Linked DNA regions of Gossypium arboreum: region 1 is linked to region 2. A link is a contact called in public Hi-C data. All regions are on one chromosome and are shown on one strand. The core of a region is the stretch at or near the end of the contact, and the rest is flanking DNA. Distances in the headings are between cores, read along the strand shown. Region 1 holds the start of LOC108484209 (beta-fructofuranosidase, insoluble isoenzyme CWINV1-like). Region 2 holds the start of LOC108477473 (protein indeterminate-domain 12-like).

Region 1 (4,469 bases), core at 556-3,055, 200 kb before region 2:
CGGCCTTTAGCAGCATGAAGCCAATATAGTTAACTAATATTTCACCTGTAAGTGATTCCTGAGCATCAAGCATAATTGAGAAATAAAGCAATACCTGTGAAGCTGTAATGCCTGAGACTTCAAGTACAGATCCACCCTTAAGTTCCTTGTTCTCGAAGCTGACTTTTATGGTATGCTGCTTCTCAATCTCTTCCAGTGGCCATTGAATCAATTGCTTACCAGTTTTACTAAGGAGAATGGTTCGAGGAATCGACTGAAAACAAACATCAGTTATGTTAGAAAACTTGGAATCTTCAATCTGAACCACTTGCAATTATATTATGTGACTACCAGGATTACAGGTTATATTACCTGAAGACCAGACCAACCTTTCTTGACGTCATCTGTTGTATTATCGGACTCTAATATCCATCCCCATAAAATCCTTCTCTTCTTGCCACTGTCGAAAAATGTCTTTGAAGCATAAAAGTTACCATAATCATATCGTAAATCTGAACCGTTGTCCAAAAAATCAGTGTCAACCAAAAAGTTATCTGTCACGGAGGTATAGTTTCCTAGTACATAGTGATCGCTGTTGTCGAAGCTTGCCTTGAGAACATGTTTTGTGAATTTGTCAAGTGAAGAGGTTTCAACTCCATTTTTTCCATCAATGGAAACTGGATAGAAATCAGGACATTCCCACATGCCAGTCCTTGTGGATGAGTGAATAGGTTCTTTGCTCTGGGACCATGTAATGAAATCTTGACTTCGATAGAGCAGTGCCCTTCCATGGCCATCCATCTCGTTTCCAACTAAGACTCTCCATAATCCATCAGGGCCTTGCCAAGCAGTTGTTGGATCCCTAAAGTTCTTTGGGTCAATACCATCAACAGGGGACATTAGAGGATTATGAGATGATTTTACCCATTCCCTTAGCAGAGGATCAGATAGGTTCTTTGGCTCAGCCAAGTTCTGAACTTGACGATTCATGGTATCACTTCCAGTGTATAAAATGACAGGTTTCTCCCCGGAAAGGAACGTGGTTGAGCCTGACCAGCAACCATTGATATCGAAAGGATCACCGGGAGAAAGTGCAATATCAAGATTAATCCAGTTGACAAGATCATATGATATTGAGTGAGCCCACGTTATGTTGCCCCACACTGCAGCATACGGATTATATTGATAGAACAGATGGTAAACTCCCTTGTAGTACATTGGACCTGAGGTAGATGGATCATATGGAACATTATTACAAAATTAACCACAGTTTGTTTGTTCATATGAGGAATTGCAGGAATATCATGACCATAACACATGAAAAGCTTAACCAGGAGAAACAAAATGGCTTACCATTAGGATCTGCAGTGCCATAAGTGCCCCATTTGAGGATTACATGTCAAAAAACACACAAAAAAGAAAAAGTCAACTCTGTAAAACTGGGTATAAAGACGGTAAGTCGAAGTTGTAAGGAAACAAACCATTCATCCAGTTTTTGGGAGGCTGAAAGTGGTAGCCAGTTCTATAAGGCTGATCCCTTGGAAGAGATTGATGCTTTTTGTCTTGTCTATGAGATTGAACTCCATTTCCCAACAACAAAAGCCAGAAGCCAATGACCAAAACAACAGATTTCTCCATTGTAACCTCCAGCTTCAGGTAAGTCATCAATGGCTCAATGGTTGTTATGTAGTTCCCATAAAGATATTAACAAAATGAAGACAGTTTCAGGATGGTAGGCTGAATCATATTCTGGTTAACTTTTTCCCCATTTGTTCCTGTAACAGTGCAGGGTCAACTCAAAAACCCAAATGAATAAGGAAAGAGTGCCAGACTTATATAGCAATATAGATAAGTTTATTAAATTTAATACTCTTACTAATGCAACTTGTCCATTTAATTATATGCTTAGTTTCTATAAGTAACAAATGAGATACCAATTACCTGACAAGAAAACACGTGATTGTGTCTTTATTATCAATCTATTCAAAAGAGTTTAATTATTTCCCAATCCCTATACTTTTCACAAGATTTTAAAATTTGAATTCCAATTGGGCTTCCATTAAATTAGATTATGACATTTTAATAATTTAAATTTGCTCATGCAATTGGATTAGCTATCACCCGCTTTTTTCTCTCTCTCACTGATTTTTTCTTTCTTCTTCTCATTCGCTCCACATGTCTTCTCTCTTTTTCAATTTACAGATTTATTTTGTGAGTATCTTTGCTATCTTTACAAGTTATGATAAACAGATAACGATGTCTGTCGTTCGCTAAAACTCCACATGTAGCCAGTAGTTTTTCTTGGAAAGTGAGTGGTTCTTCGTTAACTTCTTAATCTATTTCTGTTTTGAGAATATTTTAGAATAATAAATGATTTCACGAGTCAATTTGGACTCGTGTCATCTTAAGTTTTATATTTTTTTTGTTTGCTTTTCCATTGTTTAATAAATCTTTATTTTTAGAAGTTTTTATCTACTCTTATAGTACGATTTTTAGTTTTGCTTATGCATGTAATATTAATTTTACAAGTCATTTTAGGGATGGTTTTGTTGTCGTCCTCTATAGTTTGATGAATGCTCAATTCTTTTATCAATTTTTACTCGTTGCTTTGGACCATCAGGGGCTAATTTTTTTATCGTGTTAAGTGCTTGCAATCACTCTAAATATATCGTGCTTGAATTGTAATAAAAACAATTGTTAACGTGTTATAATATTCTATTAATGCTAAAGCTAAAGCTTTTATTGTACTAATGGAACTTGTCCTTCGACATCTACTATAAATATTTTTTTTTTCTAAATTTGATAATTCTATTCTTAAAAAAAATAACATTTCTCATGTAATGAATTTATAACGGTGTGAAAGTTGTAATAGCTATTTTTGTCCAAGTTATCTTTAATACCAAGTTAGTTAAGATTTCACTTTTTGGATTCAATTTTGATTTAAATTTCGAGTTTCCATATCATTTACAACTTCGGTCATAGATTTGAAATTATTGAAAAGCGAAATTACTAAAAACTCAAAATTGATCTTACGGAATCATTGGATTCATGTTATGTATTAAAAAAAAACTTCATTACAGATTAAATATATATTATTTATTATTAATGTTATAGTTAGTAGTTTTGTCAAAAGCATTAGTGGTGGGATGTGGACCTCACGGTGTGGCTACCCATGGCATCCCAGGCTCATTTAATGCCAAGTGTTTTGAGTGGACCACAAGCAAAGAAGCGGGAAACAAGGGGTGAAAATCTTTGGTTTTATCTGTTTTAAATGCTCTTGTATTTTTTATGTTGATGAATAACATATCTTAGAGGCATTTCTTGTATGGGTTATTTTATCTTTGAAATGAATTTATGTTGTTTTGGTGTGAAAACTTGATGATATATATATATACACGAGTCTCCATGTTTATGGTGTGTAGTGAGGGAGGATGCATTATCTTTCCAAGTCAATGTGCTGCCAAACATGAAAGTGTATATGGTGGATGATGACATGTATTTCTCCTAATGCAAAACCCTTGGAGTATCCATGCAAAACGTGGCTATAATGTTTTGTTGGCATGATGTATAAATAGGCAAATGTGGCCTTCCATGCAAATAGAATTTAACTTGGTTATTTGGCATTCCATAAAAATAATATTGGTGAAATAGTCTAATTTAATTGAAGCCCTTTAAAAATGTTACTAATTACACTTTAATTATTAAATAAAAAATATAAAACGACAAAATTCCTTTAATTTAAAAGTAAATAATCTAAATTTTGAATGTATGAAAAGTAATGACAGAAAGTATACTTAAAAAAGACCTTCAATGGGTGCATTTTAAAGTTTTAAATGACTGGTTATATTAAGTATTTAGTTTCTCATTAAACAAATGATTTGCCGGGTGAGTGGGGATAAAAATAAATTTAAAGACGTGTATCAATGTTACTTATTTTAAGGTTCTATTAGTCCCACTTATATTATAGTGTGCAGAAGAGTTATTTACAAATGAATTTCAAGGATACAGCAAAACTCAATGGCCGTTTACATTTTGCATTAATGGAAATAGTTTACTAAGCATTGAGCAGAGTATAGTAAGGATATCAATTTCCATAAAGAATTTTGAGAAAGAATTTCTGCAATAATCTTTTATAGATTAATCTAGGAATATAAAATATAGTGGGAGAAATAGAAAAAAAACTTTGTTTTCTATTTATAGGAGTTCTTAAATCTCTTCATAAGAATACAACTAAGTGGATAGTCACCTATTTCAACAATAAATATAATTATTCAATAGATGTATCATTGAATATGTTGGAAAATATGGAAATAAAAATATAATAATAGTAATTACATGTTATTATTTACTATCATAAAAGATTAGCTCAAATTAAAAGTGATCTAATTTGATTAACATTTACTAAGCTTTAGTTATTAAAAAAAGTATGAGTCCAGTATGTGTAAATACTCTAATAACTAATTTCTAATTGATGATTGGTTGATTAGAAA
Region 2 (4,120 bases), core at 123-2,622:
ATCCAAAACACTAAATCGTACTTACATATTATAGTATTTGTATGCTTTTAAAAAAAAAAATAAAGAAAGAATTTTGGGAACTGTGTCTCTGCTGGAATTTGGTGTTCAATCACTGAATCAATCATGTTTTATGTAAGGTTTCTCAGACGAAAGACGTTTTGCTTTCTAACCTCTTTTATCCTTTCTTAAAAAGCCTGTAATCAACTTTGCTTTCTTTACATAAATATAGGCTTAATTCTCTCATACATCCCCTATTTATTGTTTTCATTCTAACTTACTCCATATCTTTGAATCCTCAAATATTAATATTATATCCATCACAACTTTTTATTAACTTAACCTTCAATTTATTGGTGTTAAAATCCGGATTAGATCTATCTTGAAACATATTTAAAGCATGTAGATCAAATTGTAAATACGTATATACTTATTACATTAATATAGTTTGGGTTTAAAGTGTTAAAAATAGTGGAAATAAAATTTTGAGGAGTTATTTCTTCTTTTGACACATCTGATCTAAGTTGTCCATGTATTAAGTACATAAATATTTACAATTTTCTTAAAAGAATGTAATCAACTTTGCTTTCTTCATATAAATACAGGATTAATTCTATCACACATTCCCAAATTATTGTTTTTATTCCTATTTGATCAATTCTCAAAAAAAAAGAAGAAAATCTTAAATTATCCTTAAACTTTAAAAATTTTCAAAGTATAAAATTATATGAATGAATTTTATCCATCAACCTAATTCTCAATTTATAGGAGTTAAAATGTTAGTTATGAATCAAATTATATAAAGCGTTTACAAAGGGCTTGCCCTTGGTTAAAAGGTACAATTGCATTTTTAGCATCTATTAAAATTTAATAATCTCTTTTAACCTCTTGATTAAATCTAAAAAATTATTTCAGTCCTTCCTCAATTTAAGTTATTTTAGCACAAAGTCCCCAAATTTCTACACTAAATTCTTAGCCTCACCCTACTAATAAGATTTAAGAGAGTTATTTCATTTTTAATATGTAAAATTTAAGCTATTCATATACTCATGTTTACAATTTAATTAATATATTTTAAATATACTCTACATTAAATTTGATCTAGTATTTAATACCATGCTAACAATTAGATTCACGAAATACTTTAATGATTCAATTATAATGCTTTGAAATTTGAAACTGGAATCATGATGTGAGGACAAACTATAGAATTAATCGTAATATATATGACATACATAATCTATATTCATTTCAGTTTAATCCTTTACATGTGATTACTTACGGGCAAGTAAAATACTACTACCATCTTTTTGATTTGGGTTACTTTATGCCTACTTTTTATGTTAAGAGGAAAGGTGGTGTGAAAATGGGGAATAAAATCAGTGTTCTTTTTATTAAAAAAAAAAAAAAACCAGCATGAAAAAAAGTTATTTTGTTTTGCTTTTTTTCCCCCTCTGAGAGAGTAAGACTAAGAAGAAAACACAAGAAAAGACAGAAAGTGAAAAGGTCACAAACAAGCAAACCTCTATTGGCTTTTGGTTTTTTTTTTTTTTTTTGTTGGGGGGGGGGGAGATAATAAGTGGAGTGTTTGTTTCTCAGGAATCTCTCCTCTCAATTCTCATCCACATCTCTACCTCTCTCCCTTTCCCCTCAGCTCTCTCTCTCACGTTTTGCAGTTTCTTTTTAATATTCTTTCTGTTCTCTTTTGGGGGTTCGAGTATATGGCGTTTGGTTCATTGATCTTCATGGAGTTTTCATCTGCAACAAGCAAAGATTTTAAGGTTTTGGGGGGCGCCATAATCCATTTTGGAACTTGTCTTTCTTCACTCTAGTCTTTGTTCTTTTCATTTTTTACATCATCTCTCTTTGTTTATATATATAGCTTCAATTCAAGTTTCAACAACTTACTGCAATTAAAAGCAAAGAAAAAAAAACCCAGTAGAATACCAGCAAGATACTAAGAAATTCAAAATTAAGATGATATGGGATTTGGTAGAGGAAGGGGATCTGCTACTCTTCTTGCATTATTTGTTACTTTCCACTTTAAACAGCCTTTCTAGATAAGTGGTTCATAAGCAGATCTCAGAACTTTCTGTCATAGGTAATATATATTATAAAGTTGATAAATAATATATGTAGAAGTCTATAGGGTTGTCATCAAGTGAATCTTTTGTGTGTGTGTAAATATATAAAATTTGTATCATCATCACAAAATCCAGTGATCGAGTATATAATAGGGATGGATGAGAGTATGTCCAATTTGACTTCAACATCTGGTGAATTTAGTGCTTCTTCAGGCACAGTACTGTACCCACCACAACAGTCTTTTGCTTCAACAAATCAAGCACCTGCAGCAGCAAAGAAGAAGAGAAATCTTCCAGGCAACCCAGGTTAATATCAATTTTCTCTAAATTAATCAAACATCATTCTACCGTTTTGGGGTCTCTATTATTATTATTATTATTTTTTTGCATTCAGACCCAGATGCAGAAGTCATAGCTTTGTCCCCAAAGACACTGTTGGCAACAAATAGATTCATGTGTGAGATCTGCAACAAAGGGTTTCAAAGAGACCAGAACCTTCAGCTCCATAGGAGAGGGCATAACCTGCCATGGAAACTAAAGCAAAGAACAAACAAGGAAGTGGTGAGGAAGAAGGTGTATGTGTGCCCAGAGACAACATGCGTGCACCATGACCCAGCTAGGGCTCTTGGAGACCTCACGGGGATCAAGAAACACTTCTGCAGAAAGCATGGTGAGAAGAAATGGAAATGCGAAAAGTGTTCAAAGACTTACGCTGTTCAATCTGACTGGAAAGCTCATTCCAAAATTTGTGGCACCAGAGAGTATAGATGTGACTGCGGCACCCTTTTCTCCAGGTAAACTCAACAATAACATCATCTATGAGTAACCCACTTAAGTTTACAAATCAAATGTCACTCAGTTTTAGAAAAGATGGATAGTGATATTTACAATACAAATCTCACTTTAAATGGAACTGTCGGCGAAGCTCAAACACTGGTGCTTGTTAAGGTGTTATTGAGTATTCAACTGATTGCCAACCTTCATTCTTCTGCATGCAAATAACGTTAGCTTGTGTTATGTGATTGTATGTGATATATACATACATATATGTAGGAAGAATAAAGGCTGACAGGCTGCTGGTAGCAGTACATACCAGGTTCACATGATTTGCATAGCACAGTGTATAGAGTATTAATTTCAAGAACAGTAAAAGAGTAGTAGCCTCGTGGAGCACAATATTCAGAAAGGGGTTTGAGAAACAATATTCTAATGGCCAACGAGAACAAGAGAATGGTGCTTAGATTAAGAAATTAGTAACTTTTTGATGGTTACTTACACCTGGTATGTCTTTTGTCCGGGGGACTAGTGAGGATACAAAAAGTTGATCACATGAGAAAGGTACTATTGCACCACTGTTTTATGTTGGATCCCTTGCTGATGAGATGCTCTTTTTGTTTTTTTTTTTTTGGGGGGGGGGGGGGATTGATACAGAAGGGACAGTTTCATCACTCACAGAGCGTTTTGCGATGCCTTGGCTGAGGAGAGTGCAAGAGCAATTACAGGCCCAGCACAGCAAGTACCTGGTGGTTCTTCAGTTTCACATATGAACAATCTGCAATCCCAACTCCATAGCCACGATTTCTATGGCTTATCAGTGAAAAGAGAAGAACATCCTTTCAATGCAAGACCAACAACAGAAGATAGCCTTAATCCACCATGGCCTGGTCCCCCACCAATAAACCTTTTAGATCACCCACTGTCACAAAACGAAAACCCTAGCCAAAACACTGGTTCTAATACACTTCTTCCTCCATTCCAGACCCAAACAGCATCTCCACACATGTCTGCAACAGCACTCCTGCAGAAAGCAGCTCAAATGGGTGTGACTATGAGCCAACCCTTACAATCATCACCAGTAGCGGCTATGGCTTCCATGCAAAGAGCTTACATGTCAGGAGGAACCAGTGGTTCCACGTCTTTTGCCTCGTCTACAGCTGGTTCTGGTCTGGGTTTATTCCCACGTGAAGACCTTGGAAGTGGTTCTCCCCATGGGTTGGCATCTTTGGGGAATAAAGCTGCAACAGCTATCACCTCTGGTT

The links. Hi-C and Micro-C count contacts between places; a contact is called where the count stands out from the background.
Region 1: a contact with region 2 is called in a Hi-C map of leaf, with 2.9 times the contacts expected there. The contact joins the promoter of LOC108484209 here to the promoter of LOC108477473 in region 2. A contact is called at or near these places in 2 of 5 Hi-C or Micro-C datasets (both in leaf).

Annotation. Positions count from the first base shown.
Region 1 is chr6:111,014,974-111,019,442 of ASM2569848v2, reverse strand. It overlaps LOC108484209 (beta-fructofuranosidase, insoluble isoenzyme CWINV1-like), which reads right to left and starts at 1,805. Exons shown (of 6, transcript XM_017787915.2): 1 at 1,461-1,805; 2 at 1,333-1,341; 3 at 352-1,202; 4 at 95-253; 5 at 1-4. The coding sequence starts at 1,644.
Region 2 is chr6:110,819,188-110,823,307 of ASM2569848v2, reverse strand. It overlaps LOC108477473 (protein indeterminate-domain 12-like), which reads left to right and starts at 1,372. Exons shown (of 3, transcript XM_053029215.1): 1 at 1,372-2,387; 2 at 2,476-2,875; 3 at 3,516-4,120. The coding sequence starts at 2,237.